2 separate regions of the Mus musculus genome follow, and region 1 is linked to region 2. A link is a contact called in public promoter capture Hi-C data. All regions are on one chromosome and are shown on one strand. The core of a region is the stretch at or near the end of the contact, and the rest is flanking DNA. Distances in the headings are between cores, read along the strand shown. Region 1 holds the start of Ptges2 (prostaglandin E synthase 2). Region 2 holds the start of Miga2 (mitoguardin 2).

The links. Promoter capture Hi-C pulls out the DNA fragments that hold promoters and counts their contacts.
Region 1: a contact with region 2 is called in a promoter capture Hi-C map of embryonic stem cells, with 2.2 times the contacts expected there. The contact joins the promoter of Ptges2 here to the promoter of Miga2 in region 2. A contact is called at or near these places in 2 of 39 promoter capture datasets (embryonic stem cells and liver).

What each region holds. Positions count from the first base shown.
Region 1 is chr2:32,393,321-32,399,180 of GRCm38.p6, forward strand. It overlaps Ptges2 (prostaglandin E synthase 2), which reads left to right and starts at 2,570. Exons shown (of 7, transcript NM_133783.2): 1 at 2,570-3,230; 2 at 4,218-4,415. The coding sequence starts at 2,955.
Region 2 is chr2:30,360,229-30,365,754 of GRCm38.p6, forward strand. Miga2 (mitoguardin 2) reads left to right here and starts at 4,005. Exons shown (of 16, transcript NM_001242407.1): 1 at 4,005-4,077.

The DNA of each region.
Region 1 (5,860 bases), core at 1,320-3,819, 2.0 Mb after region 2:
CAGTGTACAGGAGGTCGAGAGATGGCTCAGTGGGTAAAACTCTGGCTTTGTGATTATGAGGACCCACGTTCAGATGCATAGAACCACATAAAAGCCAGCGGTGGTACCATGTACCTCTGTGGCCCCAGTGTTCCTGTGGTGAGATGGGAGGGAAAGAGAGGATAAACCTCAGAAGCCCCCGGGCATGCCAGCCTGGCATAGGCAACAAAGAGGAGACCTTCTCAAACAGGGTGGTAGGTGAGGACTGACTCCAAGGTCATCCCCTGACCTCCACTGATCTAAGTGTGCAAGCCCTCACATCCTCACATATAACCACTCCCCTGGTACCACCTCAAACATACACATTTGTACACAAGCAAAAATAAAATAAGCAATCTGCTCTGTACCCAAGTGTAGTGGTTCACACTTGTGATCCCAGCACTCAGGAGGCTGAGGGAAGAAGATTGTCAGGAGATGGAGGGCCAACCTGGGCTACATAGCAAAGTCTAACACAACAGTAGAATAAGACTGGTAGGATTACATTGTGGATTACAGTGTAAGGCCTTATTCTTGTGCACGCTGGACTCGACCAGCAAGAACGACGCTGCAACAGGATCCTTCTGCACACGTTTATTGGGAGAGCTTGATTGCAGAGGCGAAAAGACCCCAAGCCCAGAACTGGTGCTGCTTATATAGGCCTAGGCGAGGCGTGTCTCACACCCGGATTGGTTATGCACTACGCCTCATTTGCATGTTCCTCATCTGATTGGCTACTCTCTCTCTCTCTCTCTGTACCTCACAGAGCCTCATTATCATACCTCATTTGCATGTCTCACATCTGATTGGTTATACTCTCAAAGCCTCATTATCATGCCTGGGCCAGGCAGTGTCTTTGCAAAAAACTTTACTGCATATGTACACCTTGGTTGTTTGTCCAAACTTATGCGTGGTGGCCAGCAGTAGTCAGTGCCACTCTGCAACGGCACATGTGGCTTCCCACACCTTATCTTTTAAAAAAAAAGAGAGAGAGAGAAAAGGCAAGGTGCTTGCTGTTCCTTACAGCTCTGGAGGGTCAGAGTTCGAGATGGAGACACCAACGGCCAGTTCCTCACAGTTGACACCCCGAAGGACGCCTACATTTCAGAAGACAGACAAGGGCAGACAGTCTGGTTTGTAACAGTGTACCCATTCCATTCTCTCTCTCTCTCTCTCTTTTTTTCTTCTTCTTTTTTTGAGACAGGGTTTCTCTGTTTACCCCTGGCTGTTCTGGAACTCACTCTGTAGACCAAGCTGGCCTCGAACTCAGAAATCCACCTGTCTCTGCCTCCCAAGTGCTGGGATTAAGGGCGTGCACCACCATGCCTGGCACCCATTCCATTCTTTTTTTTTTTTTTTTTTTTTTTTTCGAGACAGGGTTTCTCTATATAGCTCTGGCTGTCCTGGAACTCACTTTGTAGACCAGGCTGGCCTCGAACTCAGAAATCTGCCTGCCTCTGCCTCCCAAGTGCTGGGATTAAAGGCGTGTGCCACCACGCCCGGCACCCATTCCATTCTTGCAAACTGATCTAATCATTTCCTAAATGACTCAATTATTATTATGATCACTCCACTCCTTAGTTTCAGTTTATAGATTTTGAGGGCCACAGATATCCTAATGTGGTTACATTGGGGATAGTTTTCCCTGGCCACGAGGGAAAACCGTCCTTATTTGCTGGGTCCTTGGTTGAAGCACACTAGGATCAGAAGTCATAGGGAGACAGGAGACGTAGGTGAGGAGGGGAGGTGAACTTATCAGAAACCGAGAAGTGTGACAGGCAGTGGGGCCTCTCAGCCCAGGCTGCAGCGCCACCTTTCTGAAGTTTTGTTCAGTTTGGGGGCTTCAACAGCCTCATTTTCCCCAACAGTATAATAAGATTGGTAGGTACTGTTCTCTAGTACAGGTTTCAGGCATTTGTTCCAGGATGCCGTTCTGGCTAGCCCCAGGACTGTTCCGGGACAACTCCTGCCCTACTTAGAAGGCTGTGTTTGAGCTGGAATCCTCCGTGCCTTTTAAGCCCATTTTTCTCTTCCCAGCTAGGTTTTCACAGAAAAATACGTTGGGGCCACCTAGCCTTTTTCGCTCTCCTAGGCCTGCATGCGCAGGTTCCAGATGCGTCTGGGTATTGTGGGCTCTGGCGCTGCCAGGCCCGGGAGAAAGCGAAGGCGGTGGATCGTACCCAGATCAGACTCTGGAACAGCCATTCCCCTACAACTCCATACCCGCTCGCCAAGGAACCCCACCTCTCCCTCTCGATTCCACGCCCACTATAAGGCCCCGCCCTCTTTCGGCTTCGGGGCGGGGTCAAGTCAGGGCTGTCCGCGGAGAAGCCTAGGCAGTGGAGGTCGGGCGCTCCGTTAAGACAAGTAAATTCGCAAAGGCCTGGGGTGTCCTGGGAACCTTCGCTCATTCCCATTCAGGCCTGAGAGGTCTTCGGGCTGCCAAGCCGGCCACTTAGCGTGGGCCATTTCCGCGACACGTGGTTTCCAAGGCCCCCCGCTGGATTTGAGAAAAGTTTATGGTTCGCATCATAGCAGCAGAGTACAGCATTGCGGGAGGGCAGAGAGAGTCTGAGACAATGCAGCCACCCACTGGAGACCGCGTCGGACCTTTTCTGGGGAGTGAATGGGTCGGAAGACCAATGTTCTCCCTGCCATCGTAGATGCACGATGTGGAAACGCCCGACCACGAGTTACAGGTCATCATTGTACCCTCAGAAGACAGCGACGCCAAGCCACTTCCTAAGCCCCTGGGGTGTGCTTCTGCCTCTCAGACAGGCATGCGCTCTCAGATCCCTCAAGGACTCTGGTCCTACTTGGCGTCATCGTTACCCTAGGCAACACGCAGGCCCGGTACTGTCCCTTTAAGGAATCCTAGAGCCGCCCTGGTTGGGCCATTTTGGTTTTGCGCGCTCGCCCGCAGCGCCGGCAGAGCGAACATGGCCCAGGCGGCGCGCCTTTCGTGGGTGCTTGTCTCTAGCCGGTGCGCCCTGACTGAGGGGCTGCTCACACGACCCTGGCAGCCGCTCTCGGCACAGAGCCGGGCTGGCTTCACCAGGGTGGCTGCCGGAAGCCGGGGCGCCGCGGTCCGCAAGGGGAGCCCGCGGTTGCTGGGGGCGGCGGCGCTGGCCCTGGGCGGCGCGCTGGGGCTGTACCACACCGTGCGGTGGCACCAGCGTTCCCAGGACCTCCGCGCGGAGCGCTCGGCTGCGCAGGTAAGACTTGGCTGGCACGGACTGCTGACGGGGAGCCGGGATTAGCCCCGAACTGCTGAGAAGCCGCAGGGTCAGGAGAGGCCTCTTTCGCCCGCTTGTGACCTTGGGCGAGTGTCTTGGCCTTAAGAGTGCGAGGAGGGTGGTGCTATCGCCCACGACTTAGAGCTGTATGTATCGCATGCCATGGTCTGTATTGTGATTTAGGGGCGTGTGTGTGGCACCGGGAGTAATCTTTATGGAACGAGTGACCCTGACTTCAGACTCAGAACTGGAGGCGTGCTCCAGCCCACCGTGGCTCGGCAGCCCTGTAGACCTTTCATGAGTTGCAGTCTTTAGCCCTTCTCCGCCCTGCCTCCCATGCTCCTTTCCTGCACCCAGGAACTGGAACTGGCGCGGAGTCCCTGCGGTTCACTGCTCTCTTCTCTGCCCAACCGATTTCCATCTGAAGACTGAGGGGAGGGGGGCTGCAATTGTAGCAAGCTCACCTGAAGGCTTCCCTGCAGAGGAGCTAAATGCAGCCTCCTCCCTCTTCGTTTGGAGATCTGAGGTAGATCTCACTTCTGGCCAGTGCTGCCTGGCCAGTTGGTCAGCTCTGCCAGTTACTCAGAAAGAGTTGGAGAAGTTAGGGGTAAGGGGTGGGAGTGGAGGAGACCTTAAGGACTATTAAGCTGGAGGAAGACACACCCTAGGACTGTCTTCTGTCCCCTTTGGGACAGGAGAAAGATGAACTCGCTCGAAGGGGCGCAGGGACCCCCCCCCCCCCCCACACACACACAGTGTTAGAGCCTCCTGGCCCTGCGGTATACTTGTTGGGCACTTGCAGGTAGGCTGTCTGTCACTCTCTGAGCCCCTTGCCCACCTTTCCTCACTCTCTTTTCAGGGTCACCTTAGAGGACTTCCTGAAGAAAGGTTTGCCTGAGGCGGGTGTGGAGCAAGAGTTCTGGGACCCCAGGTGTTACAAGCCCCATTGTTTTTCTCTTCCCCCAGCTGCCCCTGTCGAACAGCCTGCAGCTGACCCTGTACCAGTACAAGACATGTCCCTTCTGCAGCAAAGTCCGTGCCTTCCTCGACTTCCACTCCCTGCCCTATCAGGTGGTGGAGGTGAATCCCGTGAGAAGGACTGAGATCAAATTCTCCTCCTACAGGAAAGTGCCCATCTTGGTGGCCCAGGAAGGAGACAGCTTGGTGAGCTTTGGGGATCTCATGCCTCCTTTCTGTCCCCAGTGATCTAGGAGTCACCCTAAATCTGATCTTGCTTTATACTCTAATAGAACTTGTGATTCCTGGGTTTCCACGGTGAGCAGGGAGAAGAGCTGGGTGGAAAATGGTTCAGAAGTGTGGGGTGGGCGGTGCAAGCCTGCAGTCCGTTGTTCTGGTAACCCTTGAGTCTGATGCTAGTCTGGGCAGCATGGCAGGTTTCAGGCACAGCAACAACTCTAAAATACATTTAGTGCCTTTTCCTTCCCTGTTGGCTGAGTCTTGGGGATGCACTGAAGATGAACAAACTGTGTTTGTAGTTGGGGTCTGAGGTGTGGCTCGGCCACTCAGTAGCTGTCTAAATACAGATTTTTATTGCCGTGATGAAATGCCATGACCAAAAGCAAGTTGGAGAGGAAAGGGTTTAGCTTACACTTCCAATTCAAAAGCATTGAGGGCAGAAATTCATGCAGGGTAGGAACCCAGAGGCAGGAACTGCTGCAGAGGCCACGGAGGAGTGCTGCTTTCTGGCTTGCTCCCTGTGGCTTGCCCAGCCTGCTTTCTTATAGAACCCAGGACCCCAGCCCAGGGATGGCACCACCCACAATGGGCTGGGCCCGCCTCCATCAATCTCTAACTAAGAAAATGACTACAGCCTGATCTTCCGGAGTCTTTTTCTCAGCTGAAGTTCCCTCCTTTCAGATAACTGTGGCGTGTGTCAGTTGACAGGAGGCTAGCCGGCATACCAGTCCTGTGCTGTTTTTACCTCTCTGGGCTGCTGTTCTGTTTTGTTTTGGATAGAGTCTTGTTATGTTGCCTAAGGTGGCCTAGAACTCAGAATCCTCGTGTCTCTTGCGTGCTGGGGTTATGTGTGAGCATACGCTGCCATGCTCAGTGTTGGGTTTGTTTGTACATTTGCTTTGGTTTTTTTGAGACAGAGGCTCATTGTGTGCTCCTTGTTCTGAAACTCCATGTGATTTTTGAGACAGGGTCCCTGGCTGATCTGGAACCATCCATGTAGATCAGAGTGGCCTTGAACTCACAGAGTCCCTGTCCCTCCTTAGTGCTAGGATCAAAAGCCTGTCACTATGCCCTGGTTGTTTCTTTGTTAAATTTTTAATTAAGGGCTGAGCTGCAGAGATGGCTTTGGGTCAAGGCGCCTGCTGCCAAACCTGGTGACCTGAGTTTAAGTCCCAGGACTCTGGTAGAAGGATACCAACTGTGCCACCGCTGTCATTCACACAGAAAATAAAATGTAATTTGAAAAACAAAAGAAAAGGCTGCTTTAGGCATGATGATGCATGTCTTTACTCCCTGCATCTCTGAGGCAGAAACAGGCAGATCTCTGGGTGTTCAGGCCAACCTGAGCTACATAATAAGACTGTCTCACCGGGCAGTGGTGGCACACGCCTTTAATCCCAGAATTTGGGAGG
Region 2 (5,526 bases), core at 2,755-5,254:
GCTTGCATGTACTATGGATTCTATGTGTGTAGTGCCCTCAGACACCGGAAGAAGGTGTTGGATCCCCTGGGACTGACATTACAGATGGCTGTGAGCCACCATCTGAGAGCTGGGAACAGAACCCAGGACCTCTGAAAGAGCAGCCAGTGCCCTTGACTGCTAAGCCATCTCTCCAGCCCCTCCCTCCTTTTCAGATTTATTTCTGTTTTTATTTGTGTGTATGTGAACACACACCACATGTTTACAGAGACCAGAGGAGGGGGTCAGATCTGGCAGAGCTGCAATTAAAGGCAGCTTTGAGAAGCCTCACACGGAGGCTGGGAACCAAATTCTGGTCCTGTGAAAGAACAGTGTGTGGGCTTGACCTCCGATGCACTTTTGCCTGCTTTGTTGTTGTTGTTTATTGGTTTGGGTTTTTTTGGTTTTGGGTTTGGTCTTTGCTGCAAGGTCTCTCTCCTGCAGCCCAGGCTGCTCTCAAACTTAATACACAGTTGAAGACGGGCACGGCTTCTCCATCTTCCTGTTGGAATCACAGGTGTCGCTTCCTAGCTGTAAATTATGTATGCAGCAGGCACAGGGCACAGAGTGACAACTGGGTGTGTGCCATTTCAGTGGAATAATGAAGGCAAGCTCATTTATCACGCCTGTCGACTTTTGACCCGTCACGAGAACATTCCCTGTCTACATCCTTAGCCGTTTTAAAACATGGGAAATCTGATTAGTCCTTGTCACCCCACCACTGTGCGATAGTGCTCTAATATCAGTCGTCTTCTCTGCCTGTCCCTTGTCCCCCTGTCCCCTGCCACTGTCTTTCCCTTTCCATCACTTTCCCTTTATTTGAACTTTGTCTCTGGTCCCTCTCTCAATTCCTCTCATCATCCTCTCTGGGACTCTGCTTCTAGACATTTACCTGTTTCTTCTGCCAAGGCCTGGTGATAGATAATGCAGGGCCACTAAACTAAGGACAGGCCCTATTGCTTCCTCATCTGGCTGAGAGAAGGATGGACAGGACAGAGAGCTCACAGGCAGGGAGAAGGCTCTCAAGCCAAGCATGAGCCTTCTTAGTTGGGAGGTTCGTAATGACTATTCCTGGTTGTCAACTTACTATATAGAGACTACCCTTACGTTCCGTGACTCTAGAGAACCCTGGCTAATACAAGGTCGAAGTTCGTGTTTCTGCCAGGTGGAGAAAATGGGCTGCTCTAGGACATGAGCATGGCCTGACCTTGAGTGCGGTCGCTCAGTCCCCGGAAGGCAGGAGGACGTCCTGCTTCTACTGCTTCCCCTGTGGCTCAGGGAAGAGGATTTGGTGCCTGACTCCATCTGTTCTTGCTCCTGCTTCAAAGATTCATCTTTTTTTTAAAAAGATTTATTTATTTTTATTATATAGAAGTACAGTGTAGCTGTCTTCAGACACTCCAGAGGAGGGAGTCAGATCTCATTACGGATGGTTGTGAGCCACCATGTGGTTGCTGGGATTTGAACTCAGAACCTTCGGAAGAGCAGTCAGTGCTCTTAACCGCTAAGCCATCTCTCCAGCCCCCAGCAAGCACTTTTAAACCACTGAGCTATCTCTCCAACCCTTCAAAATTTGTTTGTTTCTCTTCTCCTTCTCCTTCTCCTTCTCCTTCTCCTTCTTCTTCTTCCTCTTCCTCTTCCTCCTCTTCCTCCTTCTCCTCCTCTTCCTCTTCTTCTTCCTCCTCCTCCTCCTCCTCTTCTTCTTCCTCCCCCTCTTCTTCCTCCTCTTCCTCTTCAGTCAGGGTCTCACTATGTAGCCTTGGCTACTATACAGACTGGGCTGGCCTAGAACTCACTGAGATTCACATGCTCCTGCCTTCCCAGTCCTGGGATTAAAGGTGTACATCACCACACCTGTCAAAATCTCAGCTTTGGGCTGGAGAGATGGCTCAGTGGTCAAGAGTACTGACAGACTGCTCCTCTGAAAGGTCCTGAGTTCAACTCCCAGCAACCACATGGTGGCTCACAACCATCTGTAATGAGATCTGATGCCCTCTTCTGGTGTGTCTGAAGTCAGCTACAGTGTACTCGTATACATAAAATAACTAAATAATATTAAATAGGGCTGGAGAGATGGCTCAGTGGTTAAGAACACCGACTTCTCTTCCGAAGGTCCTGAGTTCAAACCCCAGCAACCACATGGTGCCTCACGACCATCCTTAATGAGATCTGACGCCCTCTTCTGGTGTGTCTGAAGACAGCTACAGTGTACTTAGATATAATAATAATAAAAAAATCTTTAAAAAAATAATATTAAGTGAAAACCTCATCTTTTCACCCAGAGCTGTTCCTCAGCTGGTCCCTTTGCTTTGTCATCTGTCTGTGCAGGGGTGAACCTGAGCCATCTGGGTGTTTGTTCAGGCATCTGGGTGTTGTCCTAAGAGCAGGCGGGGCCCAGATATGTGGAGTTTGAAAATAAAACAAAACAAAACAAAAAACTTCAGGAGACTGCCAGTCTCCTACCACTGACCTAACATTAACAGGCTCTGTAACTACACACTGGTAACTCACAAGCCCCAAGTGTCTGTGTTCACAGTCTTGTATGCGAAATTGTTCCTCTTTACTCTGTACTTACCAGGATCTGTCTGTAGCTGGCCATAGTGACCATTCAGACAGCATCCAGCTCTGTCCTGTTAAAGCCATTTATAATTGCATGTCTTTATTCAGTAACTCACACTGGCTGAAAAGGATCAGTAACTGGAGGCTGGAGAGATGGCTCAATTGGTAAGCCCAGTGTATTGTTCTTGCAGAGAACTAGGGTTCAATTCCCAGCACCCACAGAATTCCTCTCAGTTGTAACTCCAGTTCCAGGCGATCAGAGGTCGCCCTCTTCTGGCCTATATAGGCACTACTTGCACCTTTTACCAAAAAAGTTCACTTTGGCCTTTATTTTTTTCCCCTGATATTCAAATAATAATTATTTACTAATTTAGAATTTGGATGTAGCTGGGCAGAGTTTCACATGCTTGTATATAATTCCAACACTTCGCCGGGCAGTGGTGGTGCACGCCTTTAATCCCAGCTCTTGGGAGGCAGAGGCAGGCAGATTTCTGAGTTCGAGGCCAGTCTGGTCAACAAAGTGAGTTCCAGGACAGCCAGGGCTACACAGAGAAACCCTGTCTCGAAAAAGAAAGAAAGAAAGAGAGAGAGAGAGAGAGAGAGAGAGAGAGAGAGAAACCCAAAAAACCAAACCAACCAACCAAACAAACAAAAAAAACCCCAATAATTCCAGCACTTCAGGCGATTGGAGGCAGGAGGATCAAGAATTCAAGATCAGCGGGCAGTGCGGTGGTGACACCTGGCTTTAATCCCAACAGAGGGCAGGAGTTCCAGGACAGCCTGGGCTACACAAAAAAAAAATCGCCTCAGAAAATAACAAAACAAAACAAAAAAAACCAAAAACCAACCCAACCAACCAAAACCCCAAACCAAACCAAACTAAAAAACAAACATACAAAACCTGCTAGTCTCCAAAGCATAGATCCTTTAGGAACCCTGTCTCAAAAAAAAAAAAAAAAAAAAAAAAAAAAAAAAAAAATCCAAAACCAAGAAACCAAACCAAACCATGCATAAATAAGGGTTGTAGATGTGCGTGTGCGTGCATGCGTGTGTGCCTGTTGGTGTGAGAGTATGTGTAGCGCAGGAGTTTGGTAATCAGGTGTGACATCCCAGTGACAACAACGCTGAGGACCAGCGTGTGGCAGAGACTCTCTAAGCAGCTGCTTCCCAGAAAGCCCCAGGTGTCCACTAACTCCACCGCCTTTTTAGTGTCCGTGTGTCTGTCTAATCCTAGTGACCAATCGGAGGAGAGAAGAGGACATTCCACACTGCAACCACACTTAGGGGGCGGTGCGAAAAGCGAGGGAGGCGGAGTCTGCGTGATCACGTAGCTCACCCCATTGGCCAAGGGCCTCGCCGATGCGGAGCGATATGGAGACGCTCATTGGTCAGAGCTGTGTTGGCCGGCCCGAGGCCACGCCTTCCCCATCCAGCGGCGTGGTTTGGTTGTATTGCCGCCTGGAAAGGAGACGCTGCCCTTCCCCAGCGATGGGATCCCTGGTGAGTGACGGCCACTGCGCGGGCGACCAGATCAGCAGGGCTAGAAGCGAGGCTTGCGGAGCATGGAACCCGGCCCACGCCGGGGTCTGCGATCCAGCCAGCCCGCGAAGGTGTCCAAGGTGGGATGAGTGGATCCCCTGGACCAGGCGGCTCGAGAGGATGCGTGGCTCCGTGGGTGGAACGAGAAAGGAGCTGGGTCAGAGAGGAGACTCCCGGGCCTGGAACGCTGCGAGCATCTAAAAGTATGGTCGCGGGCACCTCCCCCCCCAGGTGTGCCGGCTGTGGGCAGCGCTGTATGTGGACAGCGGTCAAGGATGTCCTAGGGAGGTCGGGGCCAAAGCAGGAAGGTCCCTGCCCAGGCTCCGCAAGGAGCAGATACTGAAGCTTGGAATATTGTTGATGTTCACTGTGGGGTTGCCCAATGCCCGGCTGCGTGGGATCCCACAGAGATGTGCAGGGGTGGGACAAACAGGACATGAGGCAGAGTGAGCTGTAGTACTGCCTGGTTCTGATAACACAGCCAGGTCAAAGTGGGACGAGAGAATGCTCAGGCCAATTAGTAGGGTTGGCTTGCACAAAAGAGGAGGGCCTGGATTGGAAAGCCGGGATATCAGGCCTAAGGTGCCAGGGTGGAGGAGCAGATAACCTACCTGCTCAAGAATGTGGAGCAGGATTGGTGGCCAGCATTAGAATAGAGAGACAGGTAGGATATGATGATGAGCTTGGACCCTTCCTTCCTCTTGGGCACAGACAAGGCTAACTGGACTCACCTGCAAACAGATGCCAGGCCTCCCCTTCCCTCTCTCCTCCTGCCTGGATCCTAGAATAGGCTCACCTCTAATACCAGGTGGCCTTCCCAGACGTTCAAGGCCCTCAGGTTTGATACAAGCAAGCAGCAGGCAATGGCTAGGGTGCTCGGCCCAGCCTCGGTCCTCATCTCTCAAAGCCTCAGTATTCCTATCCTTGCGTGCTCTGAGAAGGACTCCACTGAGGCCTCACAGAGAGCTAGTGCGCTGGCTTGTTGAAATGCTCTGAGAAGTATATCTCCTGCTATTTGATGTCCTTGTCTCTCACTCAGTGCCCTGCCAGGCTGGAGGCACATCATAGCCCACTTAACCTCTAGGCAAAAATGTACCCTGCCCTTGACAGTGTGGCAATTTCTTTAGCCCTTGAACCTCACTCTGCCTGCCAGCCCTCTTGCCCTCTCCCCTCCCCCCACAGCCCTAGGGCCAGCCTGATAGGGCTGTATGCCTTCCCCCACTCACCAAGGATAATCTGTTCCTTGTTCATGTCTTGTGCTGGCCTAGTGACTTTTGGTCATCATCCCAGAGAGACAGGGTCTGTCCTGGCCTATGGTGTTCCTTCCTCTGAAGATCTCAGAAAGCATCCTTGAACTTGAACAAGACCCCTGCTGCAGGGTCTTGGGGTCTCAGAATATGTGATCAAACA